Linked DNA regions of Zea mays: region 2 is linked to region 1. The links are chromatin contacts, called in public Hi-C maps. All regions are on one chromosome and are shown on one strand. Each heading gives the region's core, a stretch centred on a gene start, on an enhancer-like site or on the middle of the called end of the contact. The rest is flanking DNA. Distances are from core to core; before and after follow the strand shown. Region 1 holds the start of LOC103635800 (protein LURP-one-related 8). Region 2 holds the start of LOC100285407.

The links. Hi-C and Micro-C count contacts between places; a contact is called where the count stands out from the background.
Region 2: a Hi-C map of ear shows a contact between it and region 1, with 4 times the contacts expected there. The contact joins the promoter of LOC100285407 here to the promoter of LOC103635800 in region 1. A contact is called at or near these places in 2 of 25 Hi-C or Micro-C datasets (ear and tassel).

What each region holds. Positions count from the first base shown.
Region 1 is chr8:121,985,305-121,991,361 of Zm-B73-REFERENCE-NAM-5.0, reverse strand. LOC103635800 (protein LURP-one-related 8) reads left to right here and starts at 2,566. Exons shown (of 1, transcript XM_008658180.4): 1 at 2,566-3,947. The coding sequence starts at 2,893. The coding sequence ends at 3,573. LOC100277503 reads right to left here. Exons shown (of 8, transcript NM_001151039.2): 6 at 5,807-5,999; 7 at 5,444-5,714; 8 at 4,573-5,194. The coding sequence ends at 4,968.
Region 2 is chr8:122,120,889-122,126,945 of Zm-B73-REFERENCE-NAM-5.0, reverse strand. It overlaps LOC100285407, which reads left to right and starts at 3,782. Exons shown (of 3, transcript NM_001369861.1): 1 at 3,782-4,241; 2 at 4,327-5,442; 3 at 5,514-6,057. The coding sequence starts at 3,985. The coding sequence ends at 5,820. LOC100283730 (60S ribosomal protein L24) reads left to right here. Exons shown (of 6, transcript XM_034059480.2): 2 at 738-776; 3 at 963-1,038; 4 at 1,123-1,224; 5 at 2,482-2,630; 6 at 2,718-3,070. The coding sequence starts at 766. The coding sequence ends at 2,865.

The DNA of each region.
Region 1 (6,057 bases), core at 1,317-3,816:
AATCAGCCATGGTGTGTTGGCATTCATAAACATGAATAATATTTTCCATTTCCCTGTGGTGAAATAACAGATGGCACATGAGATCAAGCCAGCAAGCTAAGGCCTACTAATATATGGACTGCCCAGGCCAGTACGTTCAATCTTCTGGGCTTAGTGCCAGAGGCTGATCAAGGGCAAAAAATGTCTTGAGCCCATCCCATCCATACAGTATATTTAGAACACATTTTCCATCAGAAAAATAGAATATTAAATTTTGAGGACAGCCATAAGAGCGGTACCAAAAACTTCAAGCTACCTAAACAATTCTCAGCTCAGGCGCTCAGCTGATATCCTCAAAAAAATTGTCACATGTCACTCCCATTGGAGACGAGTAATGTATAAAGAAATAACAACTTTTGTGAATATGTATAAAGAAATAACAAAACAAGGAATGTGAAACACACTTTATCTTACCTTATTATTGAGATTCACCGAAACTAAATGGTTGTCAATCCCATTGGAGACGAGTTCATATCCTTTTGCAGTCAGGCGGTAATAACAATGTACTCATCAATAAGTGATTCAAATTGTCAAGCACAATTGATAATGACACAAAACTACACATTTGTGTTTCTTCCGACTGAAGTTAATAAAAATGTCTGCTGAGTTATTTTATTCTTTTGGTTGAATATAGTACTGACAATAATGGAAGTACATGAAAGTATCATAGGTATAATTGATGAGAAAATGAAAAATGGGTTTGACACACCTTTGCATTTTGCTGCATATCTTCACAGGTGAGGAGAGGATGGAGCAATGTGTAGCACGGCGCATCGGTGACGAGCATGAGGACATGAACCACGCGCGATCGTCGTGCGCCTGCAAAGTGATGTTGTATCCCCTCCTCGATCGTCTTTGGCCACCATGGTCAATTTAGATGACGACAAATAAGAAAAGAAACTAAAAGTGGTACGCCTTACCACTTATTCACAAACTCATTTCAAATAGGATGTTCTGCTATCTGTTGAGGAGCATGATTTTCTTTTGGTTGATAAAAGCTTGGCGAGGTCGATCTCCCAGTCCTCCCTCGGTCCCTGGTTGTACAACCCCTTGTGCTTCTCCATGTCTTGGCTAGCTGTTTCTCCAGTTGGATGTCTAGGCTCTTGAGGTAGATCTTGACAGCACTCATGTAGGACTCGATCTTCACCAGTGACGACGACGTGTCACCAGCGCTCGACACCATCGTGGCCCGAGACTGGCTTCTGCCACCGCCGCCGGTTCGTCCTCCTTGTCACACTGTTGACAACATCGAGGAGGGGATCCAGCTCCTCCCTCTCGAACAAAGACCGGACCAACTGGATCTCAGGTAAGGATCTCACCATGAGCTCGGCCTCTAGCTCCTCCCGCTCGAGCCCCGTGGCGATGGGCATGACGTCCTCCACACTCGCCGGCTTGTCCCCTGCAGCACACCCAAGCGACCACCGGCACTCGATCAGCGTTGGACGACGCCAGGGAATCGAGAGGAGCGGGCTGGTGCGGCGGTGGAAAGCGGCTGGTGCGGCCGAAAGCGGCAGCCGCCGAGGAGAGCGGGGCGACGCGGGCTGCAGAGGAGCGGACGCCGCAGGGGCCCCGGCGGCGACGGAGGTAGCCCTGCGCAAGGCGGGGGCTAGGGTGTGGAGGCGGCGCCACATGGTGGTGGATGGGTGGGGTTGGGGTCTCTCGGTGGCGGCGGCGGAAGTGGAGATGGATGGGCGCACTGTTGACAACAGGGATATTCGCCGTGGAAGGAAACTTGTCGCCCAGAGATCTCCTCGAAGAGTGTCGGGGCGAGGACCGAGATCCGGGGCGCAGCGGACGCGTCCGCTGATGCTGTGCGGGGGCGACGATCCGGGGCAAGAGTGCCGGGGCGCAAAGGAGGCGATCTCCTTCCATGGAGAGTGTGGGCGAGGACCGAGATCTCCGGGGCTGCTTGGAAGCCGACCTACCCAGGCGTCCTCGGTGCGCTCCGGAAAGGAAACTTGACGCTCGGAGATCTCCAAGAGTGCCGGGGCGAGGACTGATATCCGGGGCTCGCGCAGAAGAGGGGCAGGAGGATGGGGGATCCGCGGCAACCTTCCATGCGACGTCGTCCGAAGCTGCTGCGCGTTGATGGCTGATTTGTTCTTTATGATTTGGGGGTCGCAGAGACCGAGATCCGGGGCTCGTGGAGCAGTGGGGGATCCGCGGCAACCTTCCTCATGCGACGTCGTGGGGAGGAGGTGCGCGTTGATGGCGGCCTCGGATCCCCGGATCGGCGTTGATGGCGGGGAGAGAAGGTGGGGGATCCGCGGCAACCTTCCTTCGGCCGGTGGGTGGGGCGGATCGGCGTCGCGTTACGACGGATGGGCAGAACCAGAACCGTGTGGACGCCTACAGTTGTATCTTAAACAGTAGTAGAGATTTAGAGTCCATTATTATCCACCCTAAAAAGGTAATGGATTGTAAATATGTTCACCCATCCTAAATGAAGAGTTAAATTTGAGTGAAAATGTTCCCCCCTAAGAAACTTAACCAATACAATTTTTTACCACATATATTTATAAGCAAACAATATATGTCCCTACCCTTTATCCGGTTGTTCCCGGGTGCACCTCTAGCCAAGGTTCGTGTTTACATGAGTATAAATGTATCTCCGTTGTATAAAGTTTCATGACGTGAGAGCCATCTGCCACATAACCCTTCCAACCCAACCTATTATTAGGGGCATTTCTGTCCACGGAGAGTATATAAACTGCTCACGTCCACCCAGACCCAGCCGTGACACAAACACAACCATAAACTGCTAGCGAGCGAGCTAACTTTCTCCGTCGGTCCTTCCCTTCCCATCCCTCTACCATTCTTAAATCTTGCTCCCACCAGTCTGCTTACCTAAGCATGACGGCGAAGGTACACCCGAACGTCGCCGCGCCGTCCCCAGGCCTCGGCCAGCAACCGGCGGTGGCGCCGGGCGACGGGGAACCGGCGGCGGTCACCCTGACGGTGTGGCGCAAGTCGCTGCTGTTCAACTGCAGGGGGTTCACGGTGTTCGACGCCCGCGGCGACCTCGTGTACCGCGTGGACAGCTACGCGTCCGACTCGCGCGCGGAGGTGGTGCTGATGGACGCCGCGGGCCGCCCCGTGCTCACGGTCCGCCGCCGCTGCAGGAAGCTGATCGGCCTGGTGGGGCTGGGGCTGTCGTCCGACCAGTGGCTGCTGTACCGGGGCGTGGACGAGGCCCGGCGCCTGCCGCCGCTCTACGCCATGAAGCGGGCGGCCGCGCAATCGCAACACATGCGTGGAGGTGCCAAGTCCGTGGCGCACGTCGCGGCGTGCTCTGCGGGCGCCGGGTACGAGGTGGAGGGGTCGTACCTGCGGCGGCGCTGCACGGTGTACGAGTACGACGGGCGGCGGCGAGCCGTGGCGGAGGTGCGGCCCAGCCCCAAGGAGGCGGTGGGCTCGGACGTGTTCCGGCTGGTGGTGCGGCCCGGGATGGAGGTGTCGCTGGCCATGGCCGTCGTGCTCGCGCTCGACCAGATGTTCGGCAAGCCGTCCCTGCTCAGGAGCTGGTCCTCGTAGCCTGTACATCGCCGTGCCGTTCGTTCCATTGGCATGGCGTGGGTGCTTTGTTTCCCTTCTTTTGCGCCCCCCCCCCCCCCCCCCCCCCCCCCCCCCCCAATGCAATTGTTTTGGGCCCGGGAGGGAGCACGATAATTGCTCCTGGCTGCCTTTTTTTCTTCAGCTCCTCTTTGATGCCAAAGCCGATTAAACTGGGGTCATAGAAATGTGAACGTGGATTGGAACTCCTCTTGCCGTGTGTGGGTTTGGGTTTTTTTTAACCAGGCAGTAAAATCATGCGCCTTGTAAAGACTAAAGAGGGACCTAAGTGTACAATACTTAGAAAAAAAAGTTATAGTAAGACAGATTCCCTGTCTCTCTCTGCTTTCTCCCCACTATCACATTTTCAGTCTGAATTGCATTCGGAAAATCGACGGGTTTTTTCAGAAGAAAAAGGTGGGCATGCCAACAAAAAACACTTGGACATTGTTGCTCTGCCGCGTCAAATTCAGTCCACACGTAAAGGAGAGGAGAGGGGCATGCTTGAGCGTCACATTTGTTCGTCCCCCACTTCATGAGCTACATGGACTGGCGAGAGTGAGACAGCACGGTGGATCCGGGCCAAGCACCCGGGGGCCGAAATCCTAACCGTCTAGCTGGCACGCGAACCAAATGGTTGATTGCGTGCTCCTTTTGCCCTGGTCGGCTCAGCACTCGATCACTCTCGTATCGTATAGTCAGTCGTCTTGCTTGCCCCAAGCAATTAGCTAGTGGCTGCTTGCTATTGGTGCGTGTTGAAATTCCGGCCGCCGGAGATCGCCGACTCGTCAGGGTGTTTGCGATCTTCGTCTTCGCACAAGCACCGTGTCATGCTAGGCGGCCGTGAGGTGGTGCAGCAGCAGCACATTGAACATAGACTGCTGAGGCTTGATGGATGCAGCAGGCTACAGAGGATGAACCCACCACCACACGTCGGCCTCATGCTAGCCAAGTTGAAACGAGATGCGGGCTGGAGCCAAGTTGAACGAAATCACAACTCAACGAATGAATCTCATTACTTGCAAGGTACATCCGTAACACTTGAACTCACTGACTGAGTTGTGGGACATAATCGACATTCCCAACAACAACAAAAAATTAACACACATGCTATATTTAAAACGCACAACGATTGTCAATCCTACAACAAATCGGGGAGGGGGTGTTCTGATTTCTGAATGGGTGCCTATGTGGTGAGAGCTCTTGCCACGCTGGTGGGATAAATAAGAATTGCCTCAACAATGAAGCATCACGTCCGTACCTGGTGGCTGGGGGGTCCGTCTTCGTGCCCCCCTGCCATGTGAGGTACAAGCTGTTAATACACATACAGGTGAAGATCACCATGCTGTGGGTGAAAGCCGCCACTATTTCGGCTTTCAGTTCGACCACACATGGACAAGGCCATGCCGGTTGCCAGTGTAGATCTCGTCACGATCTTCGTCATAGTATAGAGCTGTGATGTCCTCCAGGGCCTCCGAGACTGTATTCTGGAACCTCCATGCTTTCTTCTGCTTGCATGGATCCTTTTGCTTGCACGAATTTCCAGGGTTTATTTTTGCCAAGCATTTGCCGGTCAGTATGCTGCTTATGTTTATAGAGCCAGCTGCAATATAGGGGACAAAAAGATTAGTGTCCAATAAATTTGTTAGGGCCAGCACAAGAAATGCAGCCTCATGGTCATCTGTTATCTTAAAAGAGCATAACCAGGTTATTGTTTCCCTTTTAATTAATTCCAGTGGGTCCCCCCCCCCCCCCCTCTCCTGTTTCATAAAAAAGAACATAACCAGGAGAAGACAACAGGCAATGCAATAAAAATATATGAGTACATAAAGATATATATAAAGATGCTCACCATTTTCTTCTGAAGAGGAATCAGTTGAGTCAGCCTTGCAGTATGAAATAATAAGATCTTGATCACTTGTAATGTATATGTTGTTTGTGTTGCAGTCAGGGTGCCACAACAGGTGATCTTCAAATGATGTGACCAGTTCACCTCGAAAGTTCCAAACTGCTACTGATCGATTCCGGAACGTCAGGAACAGTTGCAGCTCATACAGAAAAATAAAGGCAGATGGAGTCATAAACTCAGTTCTGCTCACTTCTGTCAATTGGAAGTTCCTTACCTACAGGTATTAGGTACAAGTGAGTTCAGAGTTAAAACGCTAATGATGAAACAAATATTCTTTGTTTGACTGCATTTAGGTGTAAGGCTTACATCAAGAATTTGAAGATTCTCCCCTTCCTGCTTGACCAGAAGCTTTTCATTGAACTGTTCAATGAAATCTACCTTCTTGTTACGATGGAGAAGGTGGCTGAAGGACTTCAAGACTGTACCATCCTCAATGGAAAGAATCTTCAGAGGAACCGAGCTATTTGTTCTTGTATAAATCAATAGCATTATCCCAGGGCTGTCACAAGAAATCAGATAATTAGAGATCTGACAAATGCAAATGTGTACAACAAACT
Region 2 (6,057 bases), core at 2,533-5,032, 130 kb before region 1:
CCAGGATAGCACCCTTGCGGCAGAAACTCACTTTTGGTTGCTTTTCTGCTGCCTGTCAAACCCTGATATTTATTTGCTGCATATTTACTTGGTTTGATTGATTTCCATTGATTTTGCAGTTTTTGTACTTATATAGTTACGTGGTCATATGGTTTCTATTGCACCTGTAGCTGATTAGTTGTAGCCAGTAGCCACTGTCTTGCAAGCAGATAGTCATAGGGAGGTATTATGCCTTTGCGATGGCTGTGTTGCGATTTAGGATTGCTTTCTCTGGGACGGATCAGAGCACATGTACTGTGGCGATATATCTGTTTTAATAGTGTAGTTGCCAATTTTTCTGTCTGTGCTATATGGACAAGGGAACCCGCTTTGCGGCAGAGATTTGTTCTGTATTTCTGCTGCCAGTAGTCACCCAACAGCTAAATCTTTTTGGTTTGAGTTGCTATGGCTTTTGACATTTCATATTTGCCTATTTCATTGATGTGCGAGATGCACCAGGATGGCAGGATAGCACCCATGCAGCAGGAAATTAGTTTTGGTTGTGTTTCTTCTGCTTTTCAAATCCTTGAATTTGTGTCGCTGCAAACTTATAGGTTTCTGCTGCCTGTCAAGTCCTGGTTTTTGTGTGGAAGCTAGCTTTCTTTGTTGCTTAATATATTGTTACATGAACAGCTGCATTGTCTAATGTACATATAATCAATTCTGATTTATTTCTTTGGTTCTTGTAAAATATGTAGTTGGTGAAGGTTTCTTGAGGCTGAGAACATGGTGCTGAAGTAAGTTTCTACTTCTTTTATTGCAATTGAAATATGTTAATAGATCTGGTTAGTCTATGACTCTATGTCCTTATTTTTCTGCATGGCTAATGTATTTTCTGTGATTGATTAATAATTGTCGAACTAATGTTATTAGAAAGAGTTATGGATCGTGAAGTTATTCTAAGTACATTCATCTCCTTGCAGGACGGAACTTTGCCGCTTCAGCGGCCAGAAGATTTATCCTGGGAAAGGCATTAGATTTATCCGTGCTGATTCTCAGGTTACTCGCTGTTACATTTTTATAAGAGATTTATAAGCTTATAGAAAATGTTTGTTATGGAAAGAACTTACATTTGTTCTATAGGTCTTCCTTTTTGCCAACTCGAAATGCAAGCGCTACTTCCACAACCGCCTGAAGCCTGCAAAGCTTACCTGGACAGCAATGTACAGGAAGCAGCACAAGAAGGTATGTGATATTACCCGGCCAACTTCAATAAGAATGTCATTCATTCATTTCCCTTATGATGATTCCATGCTTTTTGGTTATAGATTAGCTTCAGCTTTCTTGTATTAGCTAATTACAAGTTTTTTTAATTTTGGACCAGAATTCCAATAAACCTCAGCTTCGGAAAATTTCTCGCCATTCTGGATTACGATTGATATATTAACTTCTGTGTTTATATGCAGTGCTGATATATAACATTAACTAGCTACCTTTCAGGTGTTAATGTACATTTAGGGCTCATTTGGTAGGGTTTTAGATTCTTAAAAACGTTTTAGTTCTAGTTTATTTTGGAGAAACATTTCCCTGAGAAACAGGACCACTTGCTGGAACTTGTTGGCTGTCTGTCTTTTCAGATTCTGAACAGAGGAGAATATGGTTGAATAGACCAAAGTGCCATTGACATATGCTGAGTTTTCCTTGAGTTATTACGGTTCAAATGGAGCATTTACAGATAGTATTTTAGAATTTATTAGTCAATAAGTTTCTATATAAAAATATATTATAGAAGGGAAGCCTTGGTGGAGTGGTAAAGCTGCTGCCTTGTGATAGAGGTCATCGATTCGAGTTGTGGAAATAGCCTCTTGCAAATGCTGGGAAAGACAGCATACTAGAGACCTAAATGGGTTCGCCCCTTCCCTGGACTCTGCAACTGCAAGCAGGAGCACATGCACCGGGCTGCACCAATTTGAGAAGATAAAACATTTATAGATCGATGATTTTTTGAGATTTTATCACATCCAATATTTTTCTATAAAATTATATCACTGATTTTATACCAACATTTTTTTGAGAAAGTAAAGCATTTGGCTCTTGCCTGTTACCATACTGGTTGATTAGTTAGGCCAGCTGGGTGCAGTCCCTGTAATTATCAACAAAAGAAAGGATATGTGGAGGACTGGAGGTCCAGAGAATCACTGTGAAACCAGAAGGCTGTTTTGAAGTTTGTGCAAAAAATGAAATGCTCCAGTTCTGTTTCCCTGCATGGAAACCCCATTTGGAATCACGATTTTTCTGAATCTGCCCAAACGGTCCCTTAAAGTTATTTAATATAATTAGCTGTCTTCTGAGTCATGTGTTTGTTGCATCCTTTGTAGAGAACATTTCATCATTATCTTTGTATCGATCCATTTGATCATGTCATCGTTTGCAAATTATTTCTGCCATGCTTATAATAGTGCTATAAGTCTATAGCTTACATGCTTTTTTTTTTGTCTGTAGGATATCCATGCTGAAGCGGTAAAGAAGAGGCGCCGCGCCACCAAGAAGCCATACTCCAGGTCAATTGTGGGTGCTTCCTTGGAAGTAATCCAGAAGAAGAGAGCTGAGAAGCCAGAGGTCCGCGATGCTGCTAGAGAAGCTGCTCTTCGGTATGTCTGCCAGTTCTATATTACCATAACAAATAGATACCGATGCTCAATACCTCTCCGCTCATTTGAACTGTCGTGACCATGCAGTGAGATCAAGGAGCGCATCAAGAAGACCAAGGATGAGAAGAAAGCGAAGAAGGCGGAGGTGAGCAAGTCCCAGAAGACGCAGACAAAGGGTGCGGTCCAGAAGGGTTCCAAGGGCCCCAAGTTGGGCGGCGGTGGTGGGAAGCGCTGAAAGAACTTAGTGTCGTTTCTCGACATTGCAGTCGTTCCTTAGCCAAAGCCACTTTCGTAGAACCTGTGTTGAATTTGCAAGACTTATTCAAGCGTTGCTTGTGCGTGCTAAATACCATGGCAAGAGAACGGATTTATATTTATGCCTGAAAAAAAATGACCGTTCATATTCTTAACTCATCTTGGATAAGGGCTTGTTTTGTTTCTCCAGATGTGCTTGATTGGGCCGATATGCTCCATCGTGCGGGTCGCAGCTGGTCACATTTATACTTCCATCACAAGATTCCTAACAAACCACAATTTATCTACCGACTAAAAAATCTACTTGCATGTTTACACTTAGTACTTGCTTGCATATTAGTCGATGCTGTCACACATGTTTACACCTAGTACTTGCTTGCATATTTGTTTACACCTAGTACTTGCTTGCATATTAGTCGATGCTGTCACGTGAATATAAATTGGTTTATCGAGTTTAATTCTACCATGCATTATAAGTTGTCCTGTTGTTACCGAAGTCACAATTTCCCTCACCGTGATTTTCCGGTCCAAATTGCTGAATTATATATATTCTGGGTTCATGAATGGTTAGCAAAGGGATTCACTCCACTTCGAATGCTGCAGACACGCTAATTTGCAGTGCTTATGCGTTTCCCTGGATGGTCCATGGCTCCATCCGTCCAGCGGTCCAGCTCAGTGTCGGACTCCGGCAATATCGAAAAAGAAAAAGGAACGGCCAGCCCAGGACGCGGTGGCGAACGACGGGCGGACGCGCGACCAACCCGCCCGCCCCGCGCGCGCGACCTTCCACTTGGGGCCATGGCCGGCACGCATTCTAAAACGAGCACCGCCCGTTGGCGCTATAAAGCCCCACCCCGGCGTCCCCTCGTCAAACCGAAGCCTCCCCGGTTATCCCCCGGCCTCCACCTGACCACTACCACCACCCGGGACGTCTTCCATGGCCTCCTCATAGAATAAGCTCTATCTCACCGCAACAACTCCTCATTACAATCCTTCAAGAGAGCAGCACTACACTACACTACATTAGAGAGAGGTCGAGCGCCCCTCCTCCGATCCGCCGGCCCGCCGAGAGCTAGCTGCTGATCGGTCGAGGAGAGTCATGGCGACGTCGACGATGCGCGTTGCCGCCGGCGTGCTGCTGGTCGTGTCGGCGCTGGCGACCTTGGCCCGGGCCGAGGACCCCTACCTGTTCTTCGAGTGGAAGGTGACGTACGGGACCAGGTCCCTGCTGGGAGTGCCCCAGAAGGTCATCCTCATCAACGGCGAGTTCCCTGGCCCCAGGATCAACTGCTCCTCCAACAACAACATCGTCGTCAACGTCTTCAACCAGCTCGACCATCCGCTCCTTTTCACCTGGTCCGGCCGTGTGATGAATATGCATGCATGCGTGCATTTCATTTCGATACATGACATGACATGACATGGCTTTGCACGCGCGCAGGAACGGGATGCAGCACAGGAAGAACTCGTGGATGGACGGGATGCCAGGCACGCAGTGCCCCATCGCGCCCAACACCAACTTCACGTACAAGTGGCAGCCCAAGGACCAGATCGGCAGCTTCTTCTACTTCCCGTCCATCGGCATGCAGCGGGCGGCGGGCGGGTACGGCGCCATCAGCGTGGTGAGCCGCCTCCTCATCCCGGTCCCCTTCGACCAGCCGCCGCCGGAGAGCGACCACGCGGTGCTCATCGGCGACTGGTACACCAAGGACCACGAGGTGCTGGCGCGCCAGCTCGACGCCGGCAAGAGCGTGGGCCGCCCCGCGGGCGTGCTCATCAACGGCAAGGGAGGCAAGGACCTGGAGGCCGCCGCGCCCATGCTCACCTTCGAGGCGGGCAAGACGTACCGCCTCCGCGTGTGCAACACCGGGATCAAGGCGTCGCTCAACTTCCGCATCCAGGGCCACGACATGAAGCTCGTGGAGCTGGAGGGCTCACATACCCTGCAGGACGTGTACGACTCGCTGGACGTGCACGTCGGCCACTGCCTCTCCGTGCTGGTCGACGCCGACCAGGCGCCCGGCGACTACTACATGGTGGCCTCCACGCGGTTCATCCACGACGCCAAGTCCGCCTCCGCCGTCATCCGCTACGCCGGCTCCAGCGGCGCCCCGCCGGCGCCCAACATGACCGAGCCACCGGCCGGCTGGGCCTGGTCCATCAACCAGGCCAGGTCGTTCCGCTGGAACCTGACGGCCAGCGCCGCGCGCCCCAACCCGCAGGGCTCCTACCACTACGGCCAGATCAACATCACCCGCACCATCAAGGTCATGGTCTCCCGCGGCCACATCGACGGCAAGCTCCGCTACGGCTTCAACGGCATCTCCCACAGGGACACCGAGACCCCCCTCAAGCTCGCCGAGTACTTCAACGTCACCGACGGGGTGTTCAGCTACAACCAGATGGGCGACGTGCCCCCCGCCGTTAACGGGCCACTCCATGTCATCCCCAACGTCATCACCGCCGAGTTCCGGACCTTCATCGAGATCGTCTTCGAGAACCCCGAGAAGAGCATAGACTCCCTCCACCTCGACGGCTACGCCTTCTTCGGCGTCGGGTACGTACGCTACGGCTACGTTACGTGCTCGATTATATTTCTTTTTCTTCTTCTTTAGCAAATATCTGTAGGATGGGGCCTGGGACGTGGTCGCCGGAGATGAGGAAGACGTACAACCTACTGGACACGGTGAGCCGGCACACGATCCAGGTGTACCCGCGGTCATGGACGGCGATCATGCTGACATTCGACAACGCGGGCATGTGGAGCGTCCGGTCCAACGTCTGGGAGCGGTACTACCTCGGGGAGCAGTTCTACATCAGCGTCATCTCGCCGGCGCGGTCGCTGCGCGACGAGTACAACATGCCCGACAACGCCCTCCGCTGCGGCAAGGTCGTGGGGCTGCCGCTGCCGCCATCCTACGCCCCCGCGCGCTAAAGACGACGAAGGCGCCGTTTTCACCTCGTGTTCTGACCATCCAGTCTAACTAATCCATTCCTGTGCTGCTCGGCGAAATAAAATCATCAAAAAGAACAAAGACGAAGGAAGCCTAGGGAAGGGAGAAGGGACGTTGGGTGGGGGTGAGCCAAATGAGAACGCACGGATATATCTATTGATGTAATCTTGAGATGCCCTCTCAAATCACTGTAATGGGGTTTAAAAAACAATCATTGT